2 separate regions of the Mus musculus genome follow, and region 1 is linked to region 2. Evidence: chromatin contacts called from public HiChIP or PLAC-seq data. All regions are on one chromosome and are shown on one strand. Each heading gives the region's core, a stretch centred on a gene start, on an enhancer-like site or on the middle of the called end of the contact. The rest is flanking DNA. Distances are from core to core; before and after follow the strand shown.

Evidence for each region. HiChIP or PLAC-seq counts read pairs in DNA pulled down with a chosen protein or histone mark.
Region 1: an H3K27ac HiChIP or PLAC-seq map of thymic regulatory T cells shows a contact between it and region 2, with 7 times the contacts expected there. The contact joins the promoter of Crebzf here to the enhancer-like site in region 2. A contact is called at or near these places in 1 of 484 Hi-C or Micro-C datasets (B cells), 2 of 115 datasets of contacts at active chromatin or transcription factors (large pre-B cells and thymic regulatory T cells) and 1 of 9 other capture datasets (adipose tissue).

The regions. Positions count from the first base shown.
Region 1 is chr7:90,440,392-90,446,970 of GRCm38.p6, forward strand. It overlaps Crebzf (CREB/ATF bZIP transcription factor), which reads left to right and starts at 2,390. Exons shown (of 1, transcript NM_145151.3): 1 at 2,390-6,579. The coding sequence starts at 2,624. The coding sequence ends at 3,700.
Region 2 is chr7:89,244,664-89,251,465 of GRCm38.p6, forward strand. The region is part of intron 4 of Tmem135 (transmembrane protein 135); the gene reads right to left. Among named protein-coding and RNA genes, the nearest start is that of Tmem135, 91 kb to the right of the region's middle. Within about 2 kb of position 3,653, at least 139 of the 459 cell types and tissues checked have an H3K27ac peak or open chromatin away from gene starts, as enhancers often do. A contact at or near this core is called in B cells, adipose tissue and thymic regulatory T cells, where this site is marked.

The DNA of each region.
Region 1 (6,579 bases), core at 1,140-3,639, 1.2 Mb after region 2:
GACTACAACTGATCCTCCTCTAGACCCTTATTTTGAGCTTATTTTTTTCTGTCAATCTATAAAATCCATGTGGTGGTTTGAATGTGCTTGGATCAGGGATTGGTAATATTAGGAGATGTGGCATTGGTAGAGTAGGGGTAGCCTTGTTGGAAGAGGCCTGTTGAAAGAAAATGAGATTTTGTATCTTGTGATTCATGTAAAAGAGTTGTCTATGAGCCCACTGCCTGGGGCCAAGAACAAAGCAGAACAGACAGGGCTGTTGTTAAGACATTCCTAAGAACAGCTTGATTGTACAAGCAGGGCTATCTTGTCTGGGCCAACACCACCTGGCCGGAACCTCCCCTCTGTCTACTGCCCCTTGATGCCTGGTAAAGTCATACATCAACTGACTGCTATGTGAACAAAGATAAGCCCCCAGCCCACAGGAACAAGGTCCTGATGCCCTTTTGCTGACATGTAATCTTTCTGTTAATGTTTGAATAAGCCAATAGTGTGTCACTATGCTGAATTCCACACCCCTAAGCCCCTTACCCCATAAAAACCCCTAGCTTTCAAGCCTCGTGGCCGACATCTGTTATCTCCTGTGTGAGATACATGTCGGTCCAGAGCTCCGTAATTAAACGTCCTCATGTATTTACATCAAGATGATGGTCCTTCGTGATTTTTTGGGTGCACACCGAATCGGGAATTGGGTGGGGGTTTCCCCACTAGGTCTAACACTGTCAGTGTCAGAGTGGGCTTTGAGACACTCCAGCCTGCCTGGGGAACTCGGAGTTCCTTCCATAGAGGAAATGGACCCTGCCTGGATTCTGCTCTGCTTCTGTGATGATAATGGACTGAACCTCTGAAAGTGTAAGCCAGCCCCAGTTAAATGTTGTCCTTATAAGAGTTGCCTTGGAGCTGGGCGGTGGTGGTGCATGCCTTTAATCCCAGCACTCAGGAGGCAGAGACAGGCCAGCCTGGTCTACAAAGTGAGTTTCAGGACAGCCAGGGCTATACAGAGAAACCTTGTCTTGAAAAACAAAACAAAACAAAACAAAACAAAACAAAACAAAACAAAACAAAACAAGAGTTGCCTTGGTCATGCTGTCCCTTCACAGCAATGGAAACCCTAATTAAGACATTTGTCTTTATGGAAGATGTCATGCATACTTTTACACAGAGTTTCATGGTGGTCAGGTCATATTGCTGCATACTCTCGATTATCAGCAGGAAACTCTTCCACCAAACTGTGCTTTGCTTAAAAATGCCTAAAATTGGGCTGGTGAGATGGCTCAGTGGGTAAGAGCACCCAACTGCTCTTCCGAAGGTCAGGAGTTCAAATCCCAGCAACCACATGGTGGCTCACAACCATCCGTAATGAGATCTGACTCCCTCTTCTGGAGTGTCTGAGGACAGCTACAGTGTACTTACATATAATAAATAATAAATAAATCTAAAAAAATAAAATAAAATAAAATGATTTAAAAAAAATGCCTAAAATTAAGAACTCTGGGATCATACTCTTGAAGTTTGAATCAACACTGGCTACTCAGTGTGTTAAACTGAATTACATTACTTTGTTTGTCCTGGTGGTTGCAGAAGCCCCCCCCCCCCCCCCCCCCCCCCCCCCCCCCCCCCCCCCCCCCCGCACTATTGGCCCAATGTGTAGTGAGGCTTAAAAGAATTCGTTACATCAGTGCTATGTGCATGAACTCATTGAATAAAAAGTGAAGTGTTTTGTTCAAGACTTGGTCTTTTCAAAAAGCTGGTATTTTAAAAACGGAAAAAGCCTAAGTAACTACCATGACTTGACAAAAGAAAAAAAAAGCAGAAAACAAACAGCAAAACAAGAGACCAGTAAACAAACCAACCACCCACTCTTGGCAAAGGAGCTAATTCTGCAAGTGACCCTTATTGCAAAAACAAATGATAAATAAAAATGATGTAATAATGACAATAATAGCAGTAATAGTATTATGAAAGATCATTTTCTGAGACTAAGGACCTCTGAATGTCGCCTGGGGAGTTAGTGTCAGTACGTGACTGCGTTCCCCAGAATTTGGTAACACTTCTGATTTAAAGTCTTTTGTTTTAACGGGGACTATTTCCTTATGCGTGCTGTTTTTTGCTTGCAGTTTAGAGAGAAACAGCAAAAATAAAAGCGTTCACAAAAACAGTTTTTTTTTAATATAGCTACGTCAAATATGTCTAGATGTCATATTGGATCGAGGAGAGTGGTACCGGGTAGTACCGATGAGTGGGGGGGGGGTGGAAACTAGGTTTTATTGTGTTTTGCCTGCTGCTCCTATGACATCACCGCAAAGCCGAAGTTACTGCACCTCGAAAGCACTCGGAATCTCGCGATACTCTGGCTGGAGCGAAGCGCGTTTTTGTGGGCGGGGTGGGCAGAGAGTAACTTCCGGCCAGGCCGCTGTCTGGGTGGCGCGGCCGAGTCCTCCCCCGGGCCTCGCCGCTTCGCGCTTCCACTGCCTTCCCCCCGCCTCGTGCGGGGGGTTGGGCGGCCGCCGGAGGCCACTCGGACCTTGCCCCGCGCCTGCGGTCGGCCCGGCGCCGTGGCTCTGCGCGCTGGGGGCCCGGGGTCGGAGTGGCTGCGGCCTACCCGGGCCCGCCGCTCAGCCCCATGAGGCACAGCCTGACCAAGCTGCTGGCAGCCTCGGGCCGCGACTTCCCGAGCCGCCGCGACAGCCGGGAGCCGCCCGCCACGCGCGCGCCGCCCCGGGAGCCGAGCGGGGCAGCCGCGGGGGCGGAGACCCCGAGGCCCGGATCGCCTGACCGCGAGCAACCTCACGGGGACGGGGACGGGGGCGAGCCGGAGGCCCGGAGCGGGAGCCGCGGCAGCGTGGCCGTGCGCGCGCCCGCGCCCTCGCCCCTGAAGATGGAGGAGGAGGAGGAGGACGCGATCGCCATGGTCCCCAAGGAAGAGCCGGAGGACATGGACTTTCTCTCCGGGCTGGAGCTGGCCGATCTGCTGGACCCTCGGCAACCGGACTGGCACCTGGAGCCCGGGCTCAGCTCGCCCGGGCCCCTGTCCTCGTCCGGCGGAGGCTCGGAGAGCGGCGGCCTGTTGAGGGGGGACGACGACGACGACACCGCGGCCGCCGAGATGCAGCGCTTCTCCGACTTGCTGCAGAGGCTGTTGAACGGCATCGGAGGCTGCAGCAGCGGCGGTGACCGCGGCGGCGGGGAGAAGAGGCGGAGAAAGTCCCCGGGAGCAGGAGGCGGTGGCGCCAACGACGGCAACCAGGCGGCGACCAAGAGTCCCCGGAAGGCGGCGGCGGCCGCTGCCCGTCTTAATCGGCTCAAGAAGAAGGAGTACGTGATGGGGCTGGAGAGTCGGGTCCGGGGACTGGCAGCCGAGAACCAGGAGCTGCGGGCCGAGAATCGGGAGCTGGGCAAGCGCGTGCAAGCACTGCAGGAGGAGAGTCGCTACCTACGGGCCGTCCTGGCCAACGAGACCGGACTAGCTCGCCTGCTGAGCCGACTGAGCGGCGTGGGACTGCGGCTGACCACCTCCCTCTTCAGAGACTCGCCCGCCGGCGACCACGACTACGCCCTGCCGGTGGGGAAGCAGCCGCCGGAGCCGCGGGAAGAGGACGACGCGGCGGGAGGAGTGTGTCTCCATGTGGACAAGGATAAGGTGTCGGTGGAGTTCTGCTCGGCGTGCGCTCGGAAGGCGTCGTCGTCTCTTAAAATGTAGGGTCAAGTAATCTGCTCTTTATCCGCGTTTACCCCTTTCTCCTCCCTTACACCATGTCAAACACCTTAGTGGGACATCGTCACCGGACGCATTTCAGAGGCGGAAAAAAAAGTAATATTAAATCTTTTAAGTGTTTAGCTAAAAGCATGAATGTGACACTGTAACCAACTCCTAATGATAACCTGTGACTATTAAATCTCTCTGACAGTTTCTTTTTTAGGTGATTTCCTTCCTGCCAGGCTCCGTTGTAGGGGTTACAGAGCAGTCGTTCCCGCCTCACAACCTGGTAAGGATCCATCTCTTCCCGTAACGCTCATGCTCGGCTGCTTAGGCTACTTTAATGGGCAGACATCTCAATGTGTGTGTGTGTGTGATATCTTTTTCTGTTTGTTTTTCTTTTTGAAAGGTGGTGGGAGGGGAATCTTAATTTGGGCCTTGTCCACCCTGGAAACAGACTTGTGCTGGTCATTAATGTACTTAAGTTGCTTCTGGTTGAAATAGCTGTTAAATGTGTCCCCTTGTTCAGAGTTGCGTGTACCTAGCTCTTCTGTCCCCAGTGTGGACATGGCCTTGGATGACATCGGTTCCAACTGTACACAGAAACCTGCTAATAGAGATACAGTTTGGAGACAGTCAAACAGGTGAAGTTGAATGGAAGTTCCGAGTTGTACAAGGTGCAAATTGGAATTCCAATTGTAGAGCAACTTTTCAGAGGTTGACAATAAGTATTGAGGCATGCGCAAATGTGGTATTTTTCTGGAGATGACAAGTCTCCTAAAATACTTAATGAATGCCTTATAGTTTTCAGTAGAAAATGCAGAAATACAGTCTATTTAAAGACCCTAATAGTTCACCACTTGAGAAGTTGGAAATTAACATACCCATCAGATTTCTGTGTTTTAATTAGAAGACGATAAATGAAATGTTTCTTTGAGGACCAGCACAGTAATTACTAATCAATGAGTATGAAGAAATTGTTGAAAGTATTTATTTTTGTTGTATTAAAATTTAGGCTAAATTTCTGTATGATTAGATATTGAAGGTTGTGAAATGTGAATGAAAACATGTAAAGTGAGGCTTCACAAAGAATCTTTTCTCCATATTTCTAAAACTTTTGTCCTATTTAAAAATACTTGTTTAAATTAATGAAATGATCGATACTGTTTTTCCAAAGACGGAAAAGTCTTTCCTTAAAATACTGTTTTTTTGTCCACTTGTCTTAAGTGTGTGTTCTGATGCTCTGAAATGCAAGAGACATTAAATTCTTTGTGAAACATCACTGTTTGATAAAGGATATACGTATTTAGCATCCTTGTTTTTCTTTGTGCTAAAGTGGATACAGCTGTTGGGGCAGAAGAGACGGGACCAGCTGCTGGCCACATTTCCTGCTTTATTTTAAAAGGTAGTATAAGAAATAAGGAAACAGAGGTAATATCAGGGCTTCTGCTGTCTTTTATTTTTAAAATGTTCATAATTAAGTATTTTCCAGCAGTCCAAAGATGTAAGTTATCCTACACGTAAGATGTTTTATTTTGTTACTTGGTTATGGAAATGGAATCTTGTTCTTGCACAACTGTAAATGTTTTGTTGCTAGATAATATGATTTTGAGACCTAAATTAGTCTCTGGTTTTTCAGTCTATCACATTTTGTAAAAATCTCTACTGCACTTGAGCATGAATGGGTAGTAGCCAAACTCACAACTTGGAGTGACGGACCTGCTTCTACAAGGGTAGGATACAAGCCCCACAATGCAGCTGCATGGATTTCAGTGCCTATGAATTATATATATATATATATACATAGATATAGAAACCAAAAGTAGTTGGAAATTTATTTGAAATGACTAATTTGTGCTCTTTCTGAAGTATGTTAAATGTAGCTTTTGAAACAGAAGCCTTGAATTGAAATTTAATACTTGAACATTTTTGTATATATTTCTTTGTATATAATTTTGTGCAGAACCAATGACAAACATATGGTGTCATAATAAAATCAGGTTTGTTGATCTTTCAGTTATGGGCTCAAAGAATTTATTCATCTCTAACATGATATTGGAAAGTAATGGATGAAAATAGGAAAAATGGTTGTTAATATAGACTTAATCGAAAGGTTCTGGAAGTAGTAAGTTTGTTTTCCTAAAAACTATACCATTTCTGTGGAATATTTTCTTAACCTCAGTGCTTTTCCTGCATTTGAAGTGTGGGCTTGGGGAAAATTAGTTTCTGAATTGGGATGTTTTGAAATTCCAAGTACAGAGTCTTAGGCTGTCATTTCATAAATGGCAGTTTGGAGAATTAGGAATTCTCAACAGTGGAAGATCAGAGTGTCCTGTTTTTAAAGCTGCTTTCTTAGGTTCCTTATGTCTTATTAACTGTGTTTTTGTTTCCATTTCATTGTTTTTTTCTAGTTTTGGTGACAGTGATTTTTGTCATTTTTTTTGCATCAACTCATGGTCTTGTTTTTACATGGTAACTGCATGTATGTAGGATCTATCAGGGGCTTTAAATAAATTTTGCTCATATTTATGTGTAAGCACATTTTACTGTAAATGTTTGGGTTTAATTTACAGCAGTTGTTTATTTCAGTGTGTAGTAAACAGTATCTAGAGTGTTCTGTTCACTACTTGTTAATTAAAAAAGTTATGATTAATATAAAACTGTTGTCTTACTATTTTTAGAAAACTTTTGTGAATAATTAGTATTTTGATAGAGAGTTCTGAAATACAAAATAGATTGCTTTGAAAATTTCAGGTTTGGGTGTATTTACTGTGATGTTGAGAACAATTTAGTATTTGGGGAACTGTTTCAGGTTTTATTCTTGATTTGTACCTGTGTAAAAATGATAGAAAACCTTAAAATGTAGCTTTTAAATACCTGTC
Region 2 (6,802 bases), core at 2,403-4,902:
GATACAGAAAATGTGGTACATTTACACAATGGAGTACTACTCAGCTACTAAAAACAATGAATTTATGAAATTCTTAGACAAATGGATGAATCTGGAGGATATCATCCCAAGTGAGGTAACCCAATCACAAAAGAACTCACATGATATGCACTCACTGTTAAGTGGATATTAGCCCAGAAGCTCAGAATCCTTCTTAAAAGAAGGAACAAAATACCCATGGAAGGAGTTACAGAGACAAAGTTTGGAGAAGAGACTGAATAAACAACCACAAAACCCAGACACTATGGCAGATGCCAACAATAGCTTGCTGAAAGGAGCCTGATGTAGCTGTCTCCTGAGGGGCTCTGCCAGTGCCTGGCAAATACAGAAGTGGATACTCACAGCCATCCATTGGACAGAGCACAGGGTCCCCAGTGGAAGAGCTAGAGAAAGTACTCAAGGAGCTGAAGGGGTTTGAAGCCCTATAGGAGGAACATCAATATGAACTAACCAGCAACCCCCAGAGCTCCTTAGAACTAAACCACCAATCAAAGAAAACACATGGTGGGGCCTGTGGCTCTAACTGTATATGTAGCAGAGGATGGCCTAGTCAGTCATCAATAGGAGGAGAGGCCCGAGGTCCTGTGAAGGTTCTATGCCCCAGTATAGGGGAATGCCAGGGCCAGTGGGTGGGTTGTTTGGGGGGGGGGAATTCGGAGGGGAAACTGGAAAAGGAGATAACATTTGAAATGTAAATAAAGAAAATATCTAATTATAAAAAAAGAGAGAAGAGAGAAAGAGAGAGAGAAGAAAAAGAAATGTCAGAATAACAACCCAGTCATTGATGTCTACAAATCAGCAAAAATCATAAAAGAACATTAAGGAAACAATTTCATTTACAAAGGCATTAAAAAGTAAAAATCTTAACAAAAGAATTTAATCATGGAGGTTTAAAAGAAGTGTGCACTTTAAACAACAAAATCCAAACTTTAAGACACAAATAAATGCAAATACATCTTCTGTTCTTGTGTTTGGAAGACTTAGTATGAAGGTGTTAAAACTATCCAAAACAATTTAGATATTCAATTCCTGTAAAATTCCAATAACATTATTTTATAAAAATGCTTAAAACTCACTGAAAACTTCCTAACTAGAAGTAAGGTGAGAAAAGGTATAGATTTGCTTGGTTTTAAATAATAGCTACAAGGTAAATTTGAGTAGAATCCAGTGATCATTAAATTCTATTTTAAGCACATTTTCTGTTTTTCCATGATGCAAGCATCTTAACCAAGCTCCCATCATCTACAGCACAAAGCCGACAGCAGCCACAACGGAATCAAGAGCAAATGTGGGAATGATGGTGAGCATAGGAAATCCCAGCACTCTCTCAGAAACCCAAACCAAAACACCTAAGGACCACAATGTATTCAGTTCATGAAAAGCTGCCTGCAAGGGCATGGGCAAGAAATGAGCAGCCTGCTACTCATTTAAACCCCGTGCATAGGATTCACAGTCATGCAACTTTAAGGTTTTTAAACTTTCAAAGAAGTCATCTGCTCATCAGCGAACAGTTTTCCAGGCAAGGCCAACTGAGCCACAGATGCAGCTTCTTCCTCCGTGAGGACGGGAACGAGGCTGCGGAAGGCCATCCATCCTTTAAGATGACCAAAAAGGTGAGGAAAGACTGAGTCACAGCTAGAAAGTCAGAGATAAGAGAGAGGACAGACACCGGCACAGTATCTTTTTTATTATTTAATTTTTGATTCCTTGTAAATTTCACATCAATGGACTAATCTCACTCATTTGCCTGACCCTTTATACCTGTCCTCTGCCCTTGCAACCAAACTACCAAAAGAAAAAAGAAAAGAAAAACCTCTTGTCATGGATGCTGAAGTGTGTCTCCGTGTGCCCCACAGTAAATGCTCTTTTGTCCACACTTCTTTCCTTGTAAATGTTCGCTGCAATGAGTTATTGGTCTACTTTGAGGTCTCTGGCTTCTACTACACTAGCAATACTGGATTCTCACTGTGGGGAGCGGGTGTGGCGGTAGTCCCAAGATGGCGCCCGGGACTGCAGCCAAGTCTTATGACTTGCACCTGACTTCCTCATACACCCGAAAATAAGCCACGTCCATCATGAGAGCTGCGCAGGTGCACCATGACACAAGATCAGGCCATTTGACGAAGGCCAATGAAGTGAGATTATGCGGACTGAGCTAATGGGGCGTGGTTAAGGGGTTATATAAGGGATTGCGATTGGGGGCTAGAGGAGAGTCCTGCTTGCATGTTGAAAGGTTCCTGAATAAACTGCTTTGAGAAGAACGCTGTGTCGTCTGCTGGTCGGAGACAGAAGCAACACCTCACTAGGACTCCTCTCCAGAGATTACCCAGGTTTTGCCCTATGTCATGGAGACTACTTGACCGTTAAAAACTCAGATATGTATCTTCACAAGCTCGAGCAGTCAGGAGAGCAAGAGCAAGCCAGCCCTTGCATGGGCAGCACACTAGAGCTAGCCCTGCTGGCATGAGCAGGTAAGCCAGCCCTGAGGGCATGAGAGCAAGATGGGCTCTACCCATCTGTTGCTGGCTGCAACACTGAGCAAGCAGCCAGGGCAGTGCTGAGAGCTCATCCTTATGGTGCAGGTAGGTGCAAGAGAGTGGTAGACTGACCAGCTCAACTATTACCCAGGCCAGACCTAAGGCTTTGAGTTGGTCACAGTATTTTTTTAAATCTACATGTTGAGTTTTTAATGGTCATATAGAAAGTGGGTGGCCAGAAAGGAAGGAGGAACAGAGGGAGTCCAGAGACTGAGCAAGAATGAGCCTGCAGAGGCTGGAGTTACAAGTATGCACAGCACTCTATAAATGGTGCCACAAGGAAAACATAAATAAACCTGAGCTCTCCCTCCTACTCCCTGCTTTACCTCTGCTTTACCCAATCCCTTTTGCTCCTCTTTTCTCTCTGAATAAAGAAAGAATAATCTTGGGAGAATGACAAAAATGACTTTAAGGCAGAATGACAGTACATAACATATGCAAAAAGAAAACAAGGAGATGGAAGAGAGGAGGTGGCCTAGGAATGAAGTCAAGCAGAGGCTGGAAAACATTCATTGCTGTTGGACTAAATCTAGAGCTACAACAAAGGAAGGAGGCAACTTACAAGTTGTCGAGGCAAAGCAAGTCTACGCATAGGGCATATGGGGCCTGGGTCGGACTGTCAATTGGACTTAACTGCTAAAGCAAAATTTGTAAATAAGAACAACCTTTTGTGCATTTGTTTAGATGGGAGGTTACAATCCCTAGAGTTCCTATGCACAAGCCAACACACATAGATCTGGGACGTGGAGGAGCTGACATCAAAATGTGAACATAAAAAAATTTAAAAACTAAAATCTTTTAGGACAGTCTGCTAAGTTGCAAAAATACAGTACAATTTCAATATAATTTGATAAGAGATTCAAAGTAGACCATTGTTGAGAAAGGAGTTGTTCACATACTCCCAACATAAATTATACATCAATGAGTTCACCGATAGATTTTACTGAAGCACATAAAACTAGCTGAAAGATCTACTTGTAAAACTGTCACCAATGACGCATTTGCTTTTACTCTACTCTCGGTGACAGGCATGCCGCAGTGTGCCATACATCTTCCGGTTTCTGTTAAAACCAGACAACTCAGGAAGGTGATTTCATAGAGGAAGCCTGGAAGGCGGATGTAGCAAGCAATCACTTGAGATAAAGTAAACAATGGTTTCTCAAAACCGGATCAAATTACTCTTATGTCTCAAATCACAGATAAAAGGGAAAGCTATCTAGGGAGACATGATTTGAAGACAAAATTCTTTTTCTTTAATATCCAAATGAACTTGATCCAAATCTCATCTTTAGTACTCAAATCAACTGACTTGCCACCTCTTTCCACTAGTAGTTTAAGTATGTCTCAATCTAAAAGCATCCTGCCAGTAAAGCTAAGCTGCCCTGGGTTCTATTGGAAAGCACTGGAGTGTGTAATTTTCCTCTGACCTCTACCTGAAGGGTTTTAATTTACTTGTACCTAAGCCAGTGCTAACAAGTGTGGGAGGGAAGTGGATGGGGTAGAAGACTGTCAGTACTTGTAACTATCTCACAGAAAATTGTTTTTAAAAATGTTCCACTCCTAGAGTTTTCATTCCACTTAAGATGTTTAATACTAACCATTCATTTGACATTTCCTATGTGACTATGGGTGGGTAGATATCTACAAATCCTTGTTATAAAACACTATCAAGAAAGACTACTTTTTAATAATAATACCAGATAAGAAATTCAATCTCATAGATCCTAGATGCAATACTAAGTTTAAGACTGTGAATGTATGTGCCTGTGTGTGCATGTGGGCGTGTCAAAAAATCTATAGAAATGTATGGAGAAGAAACAGCAGTAGTAATCTCAAGGGATTTTCTTTATCCTTGATTTTCTAATATTTCTCTCTGTCCATTTGTTACTCTCTACCCAGGGGGTAGGATATGTCCTACAACTCCAGAGGACAGATGAAACTACAGAGAATATCATGCTATATATGCATATATGGATATGTGCATGTACACATCAAATGCTTTCATATATTTTATGGAAATTTATAACTTCTAAATTAGACATAATATAAGATGAAAAAAATTATTGAAAAAATTAACAATACCAGTCACGTATTAATTAAATCCTGAATTATATATTTTCAGAATTTTATACTTAATGTTTGGTACCTTTAATAGTTAAATTTAAGCATTGTCTTCATGTGTAAATTATTATAAATACTTTCATTCAGTAATTTTGGATGAGAAACTGGCCAGGAGCTATTTTAGAAGGGGCAAATTCCCATGTGCCTTTGACTGTTTTTCCTAATACTCGAGCTTTTATCCTATTTTCTGTAAGAGAAACCACTTGAAGAACTCTCTAACTCACTATTATTAGACGAGGTCTGCCTGTCCCTGTGCTAGGGCACTGGGCAGATAGTAAACCGTGTTAAAGCACTGAGAAATCAACAGAAGTGGTAAAAAGTTCTTTAGATTCTTAGTGTAATGATTGTTTTTGATATACATTTTCTTGCAAATATACAAAAATGTTGTGAGATGGGACAATCCAATTCCTGAACTGGCAATGTTGGACTCTCCATTGCTACATAGCAGTCCCCAACCAAAAAACCTGTAGTCAAACAGATAGCTGGACTTTCAAGTACCAGAACCACCCAGAGAGTGTTAGCATTCAATTCATGGCTCCAGAAAACTATGCAATGAGAGCAGATGATTGCTGAAGATCCTTAGAGTGAAAACGTGGGCTATATACAAGAATTTTTACTAGCTTTTTGTTTTCCCAACCTTTGGTGAATTCTAATAATGTTGAAGACAGCTGAAGGAGCAAAAGGAGCAAGAAACCAAGAAAGAAAACTGGGGTAAGAACAAGGGAAATGGTAAAAATAGAACAGAAAGCTTAGCTCTTGGTTAAATATCTACATAAAGCCAGAAAAGAAAAATGGAAAGACTTAGTCACTGGAAGAATTCCAGAGAAATATCGGGCCTGTAGGCAAGCGTCACAGAGGGTTCACCTCCAGGACCTTTAACACTGGCCCCTATCTAGGACTAATCGCAGGCCTGCTAGAAGATGCCACGGCAACTTTTAACAAAAGTTCCTACACAAGAGATGCAAAATCAGAGGACAGACAGCAGTGGCTGCTGCTCATGCCTGAGAACATAGTATGTACAAAGGGCAATGATGATAATGGTGAGGAGGAGGGTGGTAGTGGTGGTGATGGTGATGACAGAGGAGAAGTTGAGCATGAAGTATGTGAATTTCCAATTTAGAGCCAGATGACATGCCCAATACAACTCTATTTATGTGTCTAAAGATAATCTAAAACTCAAGTCAACAACTCAGTGCTGTTGAAAATTACACACTCTACCACACTACGATGCAAAGACCCACTAATTTGATGTTTACATTCTGAGCAATGATGACAGGCAAATACGATAAGTCTTTTGTAGTCTCCCCTCCCCTAGCCTGAAACCTGCTTGCTCGGGGTGGAGCTTCCTGCTCATTCGTTCTGCCACGCCCACTGATGGAACCTGCGGAGCCACACACGTGCACCTTTCTACTGGACCAGAGATTATTCGGCGGGAATCGGGTCCCCTCCCCCTTCCTTCATAACTAGTGTCGCAACAATAAAATTTGAGCCTTGATCAGAGTAACTGTCTTGGCTACATTCTTTTCTCTCGCCACCTAGCCCCTCTTCTCTTCCAGGTTTCCAAAATGCCTTTCCAGGCTAGAACCCAGGTTGTGGTCTGCTGGCCGGACACAACAGTCTTTACTTTCCATAATTAAACCATTATTTCTCTGCCACAGCAGAAAACTTTGTACAGTGAAAACAGTATGATTCAAAACACAATACACTTGAATACGAGCACACTCATTTCATGAGGCATCTGTTAGTGTTGTGAGCCATGACATGTACAGTGCATAGTCTATATGTTTACAATCAGAAAGTCATGACAGGCAACACAGACAAAAACTGCCAGAAATACGTTGGCTTCATTGTGAATTAATTCTGAATTATTTTTTGGTCACTGAGTAATTAAATTTTGTACAGCTCCCATGTCCAGTTACATACATGGGGTTGTAAGCACGGCTTAAGAAGCTGAACTCTGTGAGACCAAAGGATGGACCATCAAGAGACTGCCCAACCCGGGGATCCATCCCATAATCAGCCACCAAACCCAGACACTATTGCATATGCCAGCAAGATTTTGCTGAAAGGGCGCTGATATAGCTGTCTTTTGTGAGGCTATGCCA